4 separate regions of the Mus musculus genome follow, and regions 1, 2 and 3 are each linked to region 4. A link is a contact called in public Hi-C and promoter capture Hi-C data. All regions are on one chromosome and are shown on one strand. Each heading gives the region's core, a stretch centred on a gene start, on an enhancer-like site or on the middle of the called end of the contact. The rest is flanking DNA. Distances are from core to core; before and after follow the strand shown. Region 1 holds the start of Nudt9 (nudix (nucleoside diphosphate linked moiety X)-type motif 9). Region 2 holds the start of Suds3 (suppressor of defective silencing 3 homolog (S. cerevisiae)). Region 3 holds the start of Thoc2l (THO complex subunit 2-like). Region 4 holds the start of Crlf2 (cytokine receptor-like factor 2).

Evidence for each region. Promoter capture Hi-C pulls out the DNA fragments that hold promoters and counts their contacts. Hi-C and Micro-C count contacts between places; a contact is called where the count stands out from the background.
Region 1: a Hi-C map of CD8 T cells shows a contact between it and region 4, with 5 times the contacts expected there. The contact joins the promoter of Nudt9 here to the promoter of Crlf2 in region 4. A contact is called at or near these places in 3 of 484 Hi-C or Micro-C datasets (CD4 T cells, CD8 T cells and regulatory T cells).
Region 2: a contact with region 4 is called in a Hi-C map of CD8 T cells, with 4 times the contacts expected there. The contact joins the promoter of Suds3 here to the promoter of Crlf2 in region 4. A contact is called at or near these places in 2 of 484 Hi-C or Micro-C datasets (CD4 T cells and CD8 T cells).
Region 3: a promoter capture Hi-C map of hippocampal neurons shows a contact between it and region 4, with 4 times the contacts expected there. The contact joins the promoter of Thoc2l here to the promoter of Crlf2 in region 4. A contact is called at or near these places in 1 of 39 promoter capture datasets (hippocampal neurons) and 1 of 484 Hi-C or Micro-C datasets (rod photoreceptor).

What each region holds. Positions count from the first base shown.
Region 1 is chr5:104,045,590-104,048,342 of GRCm38.p6, forward strand. It overlaps Nudt9 (nudix (nucleoside diphosphate linked moiety X)-type motif 9), which reads left to right and starts at 1,275. Exons shown (of 8, transcript NM_028794.4): 1 at 1,275-1,557. The coding sequence starts at 1,451. Mir5619 (microRNA 5619) reads left to right here and starts at 2,414; the gene lies at 2,414-2,474.
Region 2 is chr5:117,114,460-117,117,382 of GRCm38.p6, forward strand. It overlaps Suds3 (suppressor of defective silencing 3 homolog (S. cerevisiae)), which reads right to left and starts at 1,534. Exons shown (of 12, transcript NM_178622.5): 1 at 1,213-1,534. The coding sequence starts at 1,354.
Region 3 is chr5:104,507,025-104,509,724 of GRCm38.p6, forward strand. It overlaps Thoc2l (THO complex subunit 2-like), which reads left to right and starts at 1,326. Exons shown (of 8, transcript NM_001166581.2): 1 at 1,326-1,547.
Region 4 is chr5:109,557,631-109,560,610 of GRCm38.p6, forward strand. It overlaps Crlf2 (cytokine receptor-like factor 2), which reads right to left and starts at 1,363. Exons shown (of 8, transcript NM_016715.4): 1 at 1,175-1,363. The coding sequence starts at 1,253.

The DNA of each region.
Region 1 (2,753 bases), core at 25-2,524, 5.5 Mb before region 4:
GAAAGCCTACATTATGAACTGGGTTCTAGTTTCATTAAAAAAAAAAACCAAAATAAAAAAAAAAGAATAGGGATCTTGAAGGCCGGGGAATGGTGCTGAAGGATCTAAGGTGTTCGTGTGTGTGTGTGTGTGTGTAGAAACAAACGTGTTTCTTATGACAGGAGCAGTGGAGCAAGCTGAAAACAACCATCTCTGGAAGGGGCTGGAGCCCAAGGTGATTTATCTTCCTGAGTGCTCGCTCACACCTCAACGACATGTCTACCACATCTCCAGGAAACTGTGGGGTGGTAGGCTTATGCCCCAAAGTGCAGAGAAAGAAAATATAATCTTTACTTTGCTCCAGGGATCTGCCTATCTGTCACCAGGTTTGGGCAGGGGTGGGGAGGAAATTTCCCATACTTTTAGTTTTTCTAAGCGGGCATTTTAAGGGGTGTAGTATAGTCACGAAGGCAACGCCCTGAAGTGTTACTGTGCAGTCCTTTTTTCTTGCTGTCCCATCCCAAGAGTGCTGTGGATTTCAGGATACTGTTAGTATTTGATTGGCCTGGCTTTAAGAGCCAACGCCATACGGTGTGTTTTGCAAGGCCCAAAGTTGATGATAGGCTTAGAATATGTCTCATCAACAATTAAACGAATGAAACCTGGAGTGCAAGCCGCGATGCACGCCTGGCTTTACCACTTTCAATCTGGCTAACTTTAGTCCTTCGTTCGTTATTATCCAGACCGCGTGCCACTTTCACAGCTTGTCTGTAAGTTTTGGCTTTGGGGTTCGAAAGTGGGAAACCGAGGCCGGCTTTCCTTTTGGACAAGAGGTTTATCAGAGTCACCAACACCACGGACAGCACCGTGAAGGGGGCTCTGGGGAGCCCAGGCTGCGTTCCAGGGTTGGGGGATTCCCTCCTTAAGGGTTAGGGGTCACGTGACTGGCCTGATCACGTGACCGGCGGGACGCCCACATTTTGTTGTTCACAGGCGGTCTCTGAATCCGGTATGCGGGCAAGTTTCGAAAAGCAAGTTACTTGGCTTCTGGAAACCAAACCAAGGTGTTTCAAGACTCGTCACTGACTCATCCTACGTCTTCTCAAACCTCGCATGGCTCACGTGACTCCTCCGTACGGCCCTCCTCTCCTGGAAGCACGTGGTCGCCCCTGACCCTCCTTCCGCTCAGCCTCAGGGTTCTGGGTCTCCGCGTCCTGCCGCGCCGCGGCACTCCAGTTCGCCTGCGCAGACGGAGAGGCCTGGCACACAGGTTAGTTTGCGGCGTGGCCGTAAAGCGCGGTCGCGCGTCGGGTACGTCGTGGGGCTGCTGGCGCCGCCGGCCAGCGGCGCTGGGGGAGCGCGGCCGGGTCCTAGTGCCCGCTGGCTGCAGGTTCGGGGCTCAAGGCGGGGCTCCGGGCGAGGCCGGCCACCTCCGAACCCTCGCGGGCCGCGCGCCAGGCGCCAGGCGCCGATGGCCGGCCGCTCCCTGGGGCAGGCGGTAGCCACCGTGTCGCTCTCGGTGGCCCTCGCGTCAGTGACTGTCCGGTCCTCAGCCTGCCGCGCCGTCCCCGCACCCAGGTACCCCGATTCTAGGACGGGCTGCGGTTCCGAGACCTCGGGTGGACCTGCGATCCCCTCCTTCCTTTTCCAGAGGTTATGTAGGCTGTGCTGAAGTACTGGATTTTGGGAAGCCAATAGCAAGGACCCTTCTCGATCTCTGACTTTTTAATTTGCCCATCCAGATAAGGCGCCAACGCTAATTCATAGATCACCAGAGTTTGAAGAGCATTTATGGTGTGTTGCTCCGTGCTAGAGGTGATACCGAGTCCATATAATGGAATATACTGTTAATATATACTGTTAATCTGAGTAGCAGACAGTGTTTTCTGTGCGCTGGAAGGCGCTGATTATTGGCTTTTGGGTAGACTGGAGATGAAGTGTGCGCACAAGTGCCTCAGTACTGGGAACCTCGTTCTTTCCCTTCTCTCCTGGGCGAGGTGGCCGCAACTTTATTTCCTAGTGACTTGGAAAGTTTGTAAGTTTGGTTCTGTTAAGTTCTCTGACACCAGTGTCTTCCTTAAAACACATACCACCCACGCCTCAAGCTTGACTTTTATCTAGGAGGCAAACTCACCAAGCTTTCGGTTCCGAAGAGGAAAGAGGTTAGTTCCCTGGCAATTTGGGCTCCGTGTGAGACCGAGTTTGGAATTTCTGTGGGCTTCCCAAACAGGAGTGACATATTCCTTCACCTCATTGAAAATAGAATTACTTCTGCTGTGGTTTGTAGGCCCCACGGTGCCATCCCCTTTCTGCTTTCCTGACAGTGCTTAAAACCCCTCAATCAGAGTGTCCTCTTTCTGCTGGTGTGGGTTAACACCCTTTATACACCTTCTTCAGTGGGGCTTGCTGAGGGGAGAACTTCCTGCTCTCTGGAAGTCACTAATGGCATTTTTGTTGGTTGTTACCAGAACAACGAAAAGCTCATTGGTGATTTCTAGCACGACAGGGAAAGGAACACTTAAAGAAGTATATCCAGAACTGAAACTGCTTATTCCAAAGAAAAACCCAAAGCTAAGTCAACAAGTGTTTGTTGAGTGCCTGCTGGTCTAGACAGATGATTGTAAAACATCTGTCGAGAAACAAAAGACGTGTAACTTCAAGAGTTTTGTGACTACAGTTTTCTTTAGGAGCTTGGCCCCTCATCCACTGATCACCTTCCATGCCCATGTTTATGTAGGTAGCACTAATTAGACTATCTTAAAAGGCTATCTAAA
Region 2 (2,923 bases), core at 284-2,783, 7.6 Mb after region 4:
TGTTTGGGATTAAAAATATATGTACTAAGGGCATGTCTGCATTCCAGCCAGAGGGATTAAAGGTGTGTGTTAAGGCTGAGCAACACCCCAAGTAAAAACAGTTTTGTTTTGTTTTGTTTTTTTCAATAAATAACACGGTCTCGGGGTTCACAGTGTGATCAAATATCCTGCGACATATAGACAGTCGTGAGCCACTCCAACCTGGACCCTCAGAAAAATCAGTGTTCTAAACTGCTTAATTTAAACTGGTCTTAAGCAAAGATCTGGATCCAATGGCCTGAGTGAAGAGGGTCAATTTTGTCTTCGCTGTACCCCCTCGTGGTCATTAAAAGAAGTGCACCTTTCACATTGAAAAATCCCTAGTTAAACCTTGATTTTGTTTTTGTTTTGTTTTGTTTTGTTTTTTAACCATAGTTAAAACAAACGCACTCAGTTCCTATAACTTGCTCTGCGTGCACTGAGGCCGGAGCAGACCCAAGTCCTCACAAAGCCGCCTCCTTTCCTTCGGTGGAAGGAACTTTCACGGAAGCCCTGTCTAGAGCCAGCTAGCTATGTTACTACGCATTTGAGAGACTTAAGATCCTGCCCGCAGTTGGGGGTAGCTTTTGGCTTTTTACAGCCCGACTCTATGCCTGAATACTGTCCACTCCGCCCATACAAAGACCTCCCCTTGCCCCTTCTGCTTCTAGCTTCTCCCCCACCTAGCCAGCTCCTTCCTCAATAATCCCTCTGGGTGTCCCTCACACCCGCCAAAAGGTAAATAAACAAGGTCCCGGATCGAGACCTGAGGCTGGAGGAGCGATCACGCAAATGCAGACTACTCGGACCTGAAAACAAATCCCAACCTCCCCTTTCGCCCACTTCGCCGTGGCAGGACACGATTCCATTGAACCCCTCCCAACCTAGGAGATGAGGACTCCAAGCTACCACGCAGGAGGTGGGTAAACAAGACAGCTTTAAGGTCACAAAGCTGGGGGCGGGGGAGAGGTGCCGGCCAAAGGAAGACTTATCGCCTGTCCCATTCCGGCTCCCCAAGCGGAGCTAGGGGCATTAAAACAGTGGGAGGAGAGAAGCTGGGAGCGAGAAAGCCAGGGCGAGCATTGCTCCGACCCGAGTGCGGAAATGAGAGACGCTGGGCTGGGGACCCCTGGCTCGCAAGAGCTCTGGCGACCTCTGACCACCCGCACCCGGGCCCCGTCCCCACACCCGCACCTTCGTCGGACTCTCGGCCCCGGCAGCTGCGCTCGTCGTCCTCGGCGCTCTCCAACTCCTCCTCGTCCTCCGGGTAGTACTCCGGGGCGGCCGGCGCTGCAGCCGGAGCCGGCGCCGGAGCCAGCAGCCCCGCGGCGCTCATGTCGCCGCCTCGGGGCCGCGGCGGAGCCGGTCCCGCGGAGATCGCGGCCGCCTGGCTGCGTCCCCGGAGCCCCGCAACCTCGCGCGGTTCCGAGCCGCGGGCACCGGGACTCCCCTCGGCTCCGAGCTCCGCCCCCCACCCCGCACCCCGGCGCCCGCGCTGGGCAACGGGGGCCTCGCGCAGCCGGCTACTTCCGGGTCGTGGGCTGCTCGGTGACAGCCTGATCAGGCCGTCCTCGAGACGGTAGGTGAGACGCCGGGGCTCCACGGTTTCTGACACGGCGGCCGCGGCGGCGTCACTGTCTTAAGAATCCGCGATCGGCCACGGCGGAAGGGGCGGAGGCGGGAGTCTCTGGAGTCAGGCATATCCAGGGGCAGCCGCGCCAGCAGTCAGGACCCCGGAGTTGGAGGTGGCACTTCTGGCAGTGGCCACCAGGCGGCGCCTGGAGTCAAAACTAAAGTGTGGATGGACTCGACCTGATGGGCGGAGGCTTTGCAGAGCCCTGGATAGGTAGCATGGTCTCTGATTCATGCAGGTGAATGGCACGAACGGTTCCCGCGGTGGGCTTGGACGCCTGGCCAGCCAGAGTGTGTGGGATACAGAAAATGTTGTGCGTGGTTGCTCCCCTGCCTTAATGGGGGCTTTATTAAAAATTATGGTAAAGGCAAGTTGTTGCCATTTCATCCACCGGTCAGGTGAAAGTGTGTCCCTAGGCCTTGCCAGTACTTTCTTTTGAGTAGATTTACTGGGTAAGCTGTTCTACCGGTTTTACAAATGATCAAAAGAGTTGTCATTCTTTCTCCTTTCAAGAAAAGAAAAAAGAAAAAACGGTGGCGTCAGTCTAGCATCCCAGATCCACAGCTGTCCACAGGATAACTTCCTTGTGCTTCCCCAAACATAATTTTTAAGGTATTTTAGCCTAAAACAGTAATTTAATAACCTGCTAATTTTTACTTGAGTAAATAGGGCATTTCCCTCCAGGAACTACATTGGCTTAAATTCAGAAGCCAACGCTGAGCAAAGTGACCTTTAGTCCCAGGACTAGGGAGGCAGAGGCAGGCTGAGTTCAAGGCCAGCCTGGTCTGCAATTCGTGTTTCAGAACAGCCATGGATACACAGAGAAACCCTGTCTTAAAAACAAAAAAAAACAAACCAAGCCATGAAACTGAATCTCTCCATGTGTTAATCTGTGTAGCCCTGTGAAACATAGTGTTACAGTTTTGCTTAGAAGAGGAGGAAGAGGAGGAAAGGGAAGAGGTGGAGGAGGAAGAGGAAGAAGGTGGAGAGGAGGAGGAGGAGGAGGAGGAATAGGAGGAATCATCTCAGCACTTGGGAGGCAGAGGCAGGTGGATTTCTGAGTTTGAGGCCAGCCTGGTCTACAGAGTGAGTTCCAGGACAGCCAGGGTTACACCGAGAAACCCTGTCTCGAAAAACAAAAAACAAAAAGAAGAAGAAGAAGGAGGAGGAGGAGAAGCAGAAGCAGTAGCAGCAGCAGCAAAAACCTATGGTCTCTGCCTAGTGGCTCACAACAATAATCCCAGGTGCTCAGAAAGACAAATGCAAGAGGAC
Region 3 (2,700 bases), core at 76-2,575, 5.1 Mb before region 4:
GCTCAATATTGCTCAAAAAGCTAAAAGTAAATCTACCATGACTCAGATCCACTCCTCTGCATATGCCCAAAGGACATCCTCCTACAGATGCTTGCTTAGCAGTGTCCATTGCTGCTCTGTTCACCATAGCTAGCGAGGGGGAACCACCTAAATGCCCTTCGAGTGATGGACGGGCAATGCAAATGTGGCACAGATACACCACAGGATAAAGGAAAATGACATCATGATGTTTGCAGGTAAGTGCAGCTCTTGCCAAGATGCAGGCATTAAATAGTTGCTGGGGAAAGAAAAATGAACAATCTCCCACCCACATTCATTATTTTCATATTGGGCAAAGACATCTAAATAGAAATAATTGCTTGGAAAGTGACCAAGCCACTTATACAGTATCTACTGTTATATGCAAGGCAATGTAGTGGATCCTGATCATGGTAAAAATTTTTTTTAATGTGCATCTCTATCTGTCTACAGCTTACTATTGAATCAAAAAAACCTTATTAAGTCATGTGTTTGAGATACATATATGCATATTTGCACATCTCATTTGATTTTATGTATTTCTGTTGCTTTGTAACATAATGGTCAGATATATACTCCTGAACAATTTATTGATTTTATACATACACGACATAATAACCAGATAACAACAGAAATGACAATTTTCGGAGATGGGGTCAAAATATGAGTTCAATTCTTAATGTATTTAAAACCTGATGCCTTTTTAAATTAAAAAGAATTTTAATCTAAAAATAAAGAAGTTTAACTTTCACCCCTCATCAAAGCTTCTTTTCATACTGGATAGAGAGCATGACAGACACCCACAAGTAGCAATGTCCCAGTTCTCCCAGTACAATGTGCAATAACTATAAAATATTTCCAAGTTTCTGTATAATGCATACATACATCCTTCTGATAAAAAGTTTTATAAATAGCTTTAAGGGCTTGGTTGGGAACAAATTTTGGCAGCTGTCTACAGTGAACAAGTATTTTAGTCCTTCCCTAACTCATGCCTTGACTTCTCTTGAGATGCAACATACTTTGGGAGATAAACAGACTTTTTCCATAGTACACTACCAGATTTTCCACCAGTTGAACCACATCATTTTCGGAAAGCTCTCAGAATTGTTTGTATTTAGCATTCACATTCAAATGAAACCGCCAGTGCACACAGTCACCTCAGCAAGGCATTTTCTAACAAAGGCGCAGTGATGACCAACGACCTCAGTCCCCACCCCGCCCCCCGCCCCCCGCCCCCCGCCCCCCGCCAGCAACCGAAGTGCGGCCGCGCGTGCGCAGAGGACTCGCTGCACCGCCGCCGTCCCTCCGCAGTGACGTCAGCCGAACGCCGAGGAGATCCCGACCGGTTTCCCACCGCTCTGTGGAGTCGGCGGTGTGTCGTTGGTGTCCCTATCGAGCTGGGTCAGGAGGGCGCGGAGCGGTGAAGCCCTTCCCGAGCCGCGGCGTAGAGGCGGTTCGCGGCGGCTGGAGCGGGGAGGCGCGAGCCGGCGCGGTCGCGGCGGGCGGCGCGGGCGGAGCGCGAGCGAGCGGTGAGTCGGCATGGCGGCCCCCAGGCGAGCGGGCGGGCTGCGGCCTCTGTCCAGCTCGGCGGCGGCTTGGCGGACCGGGCTGTGCTAACACACGCAGGGGAAAGCCACAGACCCCCGAGTCTTTCCGGGGCGTTCTTGAAGCGAACAGACCTTAAATGAGATCTGGTGTCACCGGGCGCTTCCTCAGCCCCGGCATTTGGTGGCTCCCGTGAGCGTCTCTGGGCACATAGAACGCCTACCTGGCCCGCAGGCAGTAGGTGGTTTCTGGACCGCGAGCTCCGAAGAGTTAAACTGTGTGCCAGGTGCAGTAAACTCAGGAACTGGAGCGAAAGGAGTGAAGAGTTGACAGCACTACCGGGAATTACTTCAGTATTCCTCACCCGGTTCTAATAAGTAGTTTTTTGCAATATTCTGAAGCTGTGGAAATGCTGGATACGGGGAAGGTGGTTGCGATTAAATTAAGAGAAAGGACGGGGTGCCAGGATTTTAGGAGTGTGTTTTGCCGTCCCTAGGTTTGCCTGCTACATTTGCCCTCAGAAATTTACCTCCCGTAGGAGATTTTCAGGATCATATTTACAACCAAAATCAGAATATTATCAGCTTAAATTGACACTGGGCATTATTGTTAACTTGAACTGGGAAGCCCCAGTTCAAGAAACTCAGCCAAGGTGCATGGACAAGAACGTTGATTGTTTATAGAGTACTGAAAACACTGCAGTATACTTTATACAAATTTGAAGGCATGTATTCATGATATGCCCAAATATTTGGCAGAAGTTATTCTTTTGAATGCTTTGCAGAAGACGTCTTAATCTTAAACACTCATATAAATACTCTCGCTTCATTTCAAGCCAAAATGGGGATGCTAGCTTCTTTATACTTAACAGTTATTTTGATACCAGCAAGCTTTGTAGTTCCAAAAGATGGTGTAAGTAGCATGGGTCGCCTAAGGCCATTGGAAACCGTGTTCACATTACAGTTCATAACAGTAGGTTATGAAGTTGCAACAAAAATAATGTTATGGTTGGGTCACTACAGCATGAGGAACTAACTGTATCAAAGTGTTGCAGCATTAGGAAGGTTGAGAACTGCTGACATAGAGGTAAAAGAAAACACAAAAGAAAAGAAAGCACATCACAAAATAGAGACCAGG
Region 4 (2,980 bases), core at 113-2,612:
GGGATCAGGGGAGCAGCCCGTGACGTCAGCGCGTTCCAGAAGAGCCATCGCAGCCATTTCCCTGACTCAGACCCTTGGCTAGGGCGCTGGGAGCAGGCCGGGCCTCATTTGCATATGCACTAGGCAGGGGAAGACAGAGGAAGACATTCTGGCTCGTACGCAAATATAGGGAATGAATATGTAAACGAGAGGCCCAAGAACTGTAGCGGTGGGCGACACCTCATTTGCATATTCACAAACAGAGAAAAGGAAAAGGATTGGGGGCTCATGAATATGGAAAGCGCTTCTCGAATATGCAAATGAGCAGCTAGCAAGTCGGAGCCTCATTTGAATATACATGATCGCAAAGAAAGCGGTAGGGAAGCGGGGCTCACCACTATGCAAAGCGACCAATGGATACACAAATGAGCAGGCAGTGAACCAGAGTGGAGATGGACTGGGGAAGCATTCTTTGCATATTCATGAGGGGAAAAGGATGGAAGACTTTGTGGCTGGTGCATATGAGAATAGCAGTATATGATGAGGAGCGGGCAGATTCAATTTCGGAGATCTGAGGTCTCATCTGCATATTCATGATCAGGGACGTTGGAGCAAGACGTTGAGGCTTGTGCATATGTAAATCGTGGGGAAAATATGCAAATGCATAGTGATCCATATGGACAGGGCATCAATTCTATATTCATGAGGGGATGGAAGACAGAAATACATCGCTCATGAATATGTGTATCTCCCGATGGATATGCAAATGAGAAGCGATGAGTGAGAACTCGGTAGGGGCGAAGCGTTATTTGCATATAAGCGGGAAAGCTGTATATGAATATGCAAAGAAGGAGCGGCCCAGAGGCCTTATTTGCATATTCAGGAGGAGGAGCGAGATTGTGGCGGCAGCACTATGCTAATGAGGTCAAGGCGGGGTTTAGGTCTCATTTGCATATTACTGAGGAGAAAGCGCCGAGCGTAGGGGGGGAGGGCGGGGCTCATGCATACGCAAAGATCAAAATGAATATGCAAACGAAGCGCTATCCGATCGCCCTTAGGAGGGCCAGAGGCCTTATTTGCATATTCATGATGGGACGAAAAGCAATGATGGGACGAAAAGCAACTTGGTAGCTCTTGCTCGGGCCCCGCCCACCGCGGCGATTGACAGGCAGCCCCGCCCCCGCTCACTCCTCACCCCGTGACGTCACCGCCGCCGCCGCCGCTGCCGCCGCAAGGAGCCGAGGCAGGAGGATGACCGCGAGTGCCCATGCCATGTCGCCGGCGGGGCCGCGGACGCTGCAGTGATTGACAGCTGGTTCGGTCCGAGCCGGTCCGAGTCGAGGGCGCCCAGGCCGCTTAGAGCCGAAAACGGGAAGCCGGGGGCGGGGGTTGGGGCGACGGGGCGGGGCCACGGCAATAAACGGATGCGGCGACTCACCGACATGGGCGTGGCCCGGCTTCCTCTTCCCATCAATCACCCGGATAGGGGGAAGCGGGGGGGGGGCGGGGGGGGGGGGGTGGACTCCGCGTGCGCCCCGACCACGCCCCTCGCGGCCTGTCCCCGCCCCCAAACCTCCAAGGCCCCGCCCCCGCCCATCTAATCTGCCCGGCTCTTGTGGTGCTTTTTAAGGCTTACTTGTAAATAATAAAAATTGTGTGTCTTTTATCCAAAAACAGAAGGGAGGTGTTGCTCCCATATGTCTGTTCCTCTCTACTTCTTTGTTCTGTCATTTGGTTGCACATTGACCTCACCAAGATGGAGGTGGCTGGCCATCGTGTGACTTTCTGTTCCAGGTCACTTCTGCTTCTCCCTTTCCCAGTCTCTAGGTGGCCCAGCACAAAAGTAAATCGCTTTGTTGAAACTTAAATGGTATGTAAATATTAGATAATAGTGAACATATCTTTTTCTTTGTCTTAACAAAAGTCGTACTTAATCATACAAAGATTTTAAGTAATATACAAATTTGAACTTACAAACAGGGCAGCACTGTGCATTGTTACACCAATTACTAAAGTTTGGTGGAAAATGGTTTCATTCATAAGGACACAAACCTGAAGATGTTGAGAACCGGGGATCTCAATTGAGAAATGGCTACCATCATATTGACCTGTGGTTTTGTGAGTAAGCCATGTACTTAATTAATGATTAATATAAGGTTACCCTACTTTCTGTGAACAGTGACACCTCTAGGTGCGTTGTTCTTGTGATTTTGAGGCCAGCCTGGTCTACAAAGTGAGTTCCAGGACAGCCAGGGCTACACAGAGAAACCCTGTCTCAAAAAACCAAAAAAAAAAAAAAAAAAAGAAAGAAAAGAAAGAAAGAAAGAAAAAAGAAAGGGCACTGCAGCCCTTCCAGTCGGCACCAGCTCCGGGTCACCTTGTGCACAAACTCTGCAGACGGTCCCATGGTCCCCAGAGGACTCTCCACACAATCTTAGGATCACTGGTGAGTGGAACAAAACATCTGTTCCTGCTGCAGACAAACCTCAATTGGGTCATCGATCTGCAGGGAACGAGGTTCCAGTACTTACAGGCAAGCAAGGAGTTGGCATGGATAACAAATAAATATGGACACAAGGGAGTGTGTATCTGGATTATTTTCTCAAAGCAAGCACCAGTCTTTTTGTTTGGTTGGTTTTTGTTTTTTGATTTTTTTTCGAGACAGGGTTTCTTTGTATAGCCCTGGCTGTCCTGGAACTCACTTTGTAGACCAAGCTGGCCTCAAACTCAGAAATCCACCTGCCTCTGCCTCCCCAGTGCTGGGATTAGAGGCGTGTGCCACCACGCTCAGCACCAGTCTTATAATACAGAAGAAAAACAAGAAAGCTGATGGATACATTCATCAAGGTACACTGTTTCTTAACACAAAACAAAGAAAATGCATACATAAAAAGATGGCGGGAGCCAGGCAGTGTTTACAACTGAGAATAGGAACAACCCTAATTAAGATCAGCTAAACACAGGAGCCAGGTGAATGCTCTGATGCAATGCTAGTCTATTG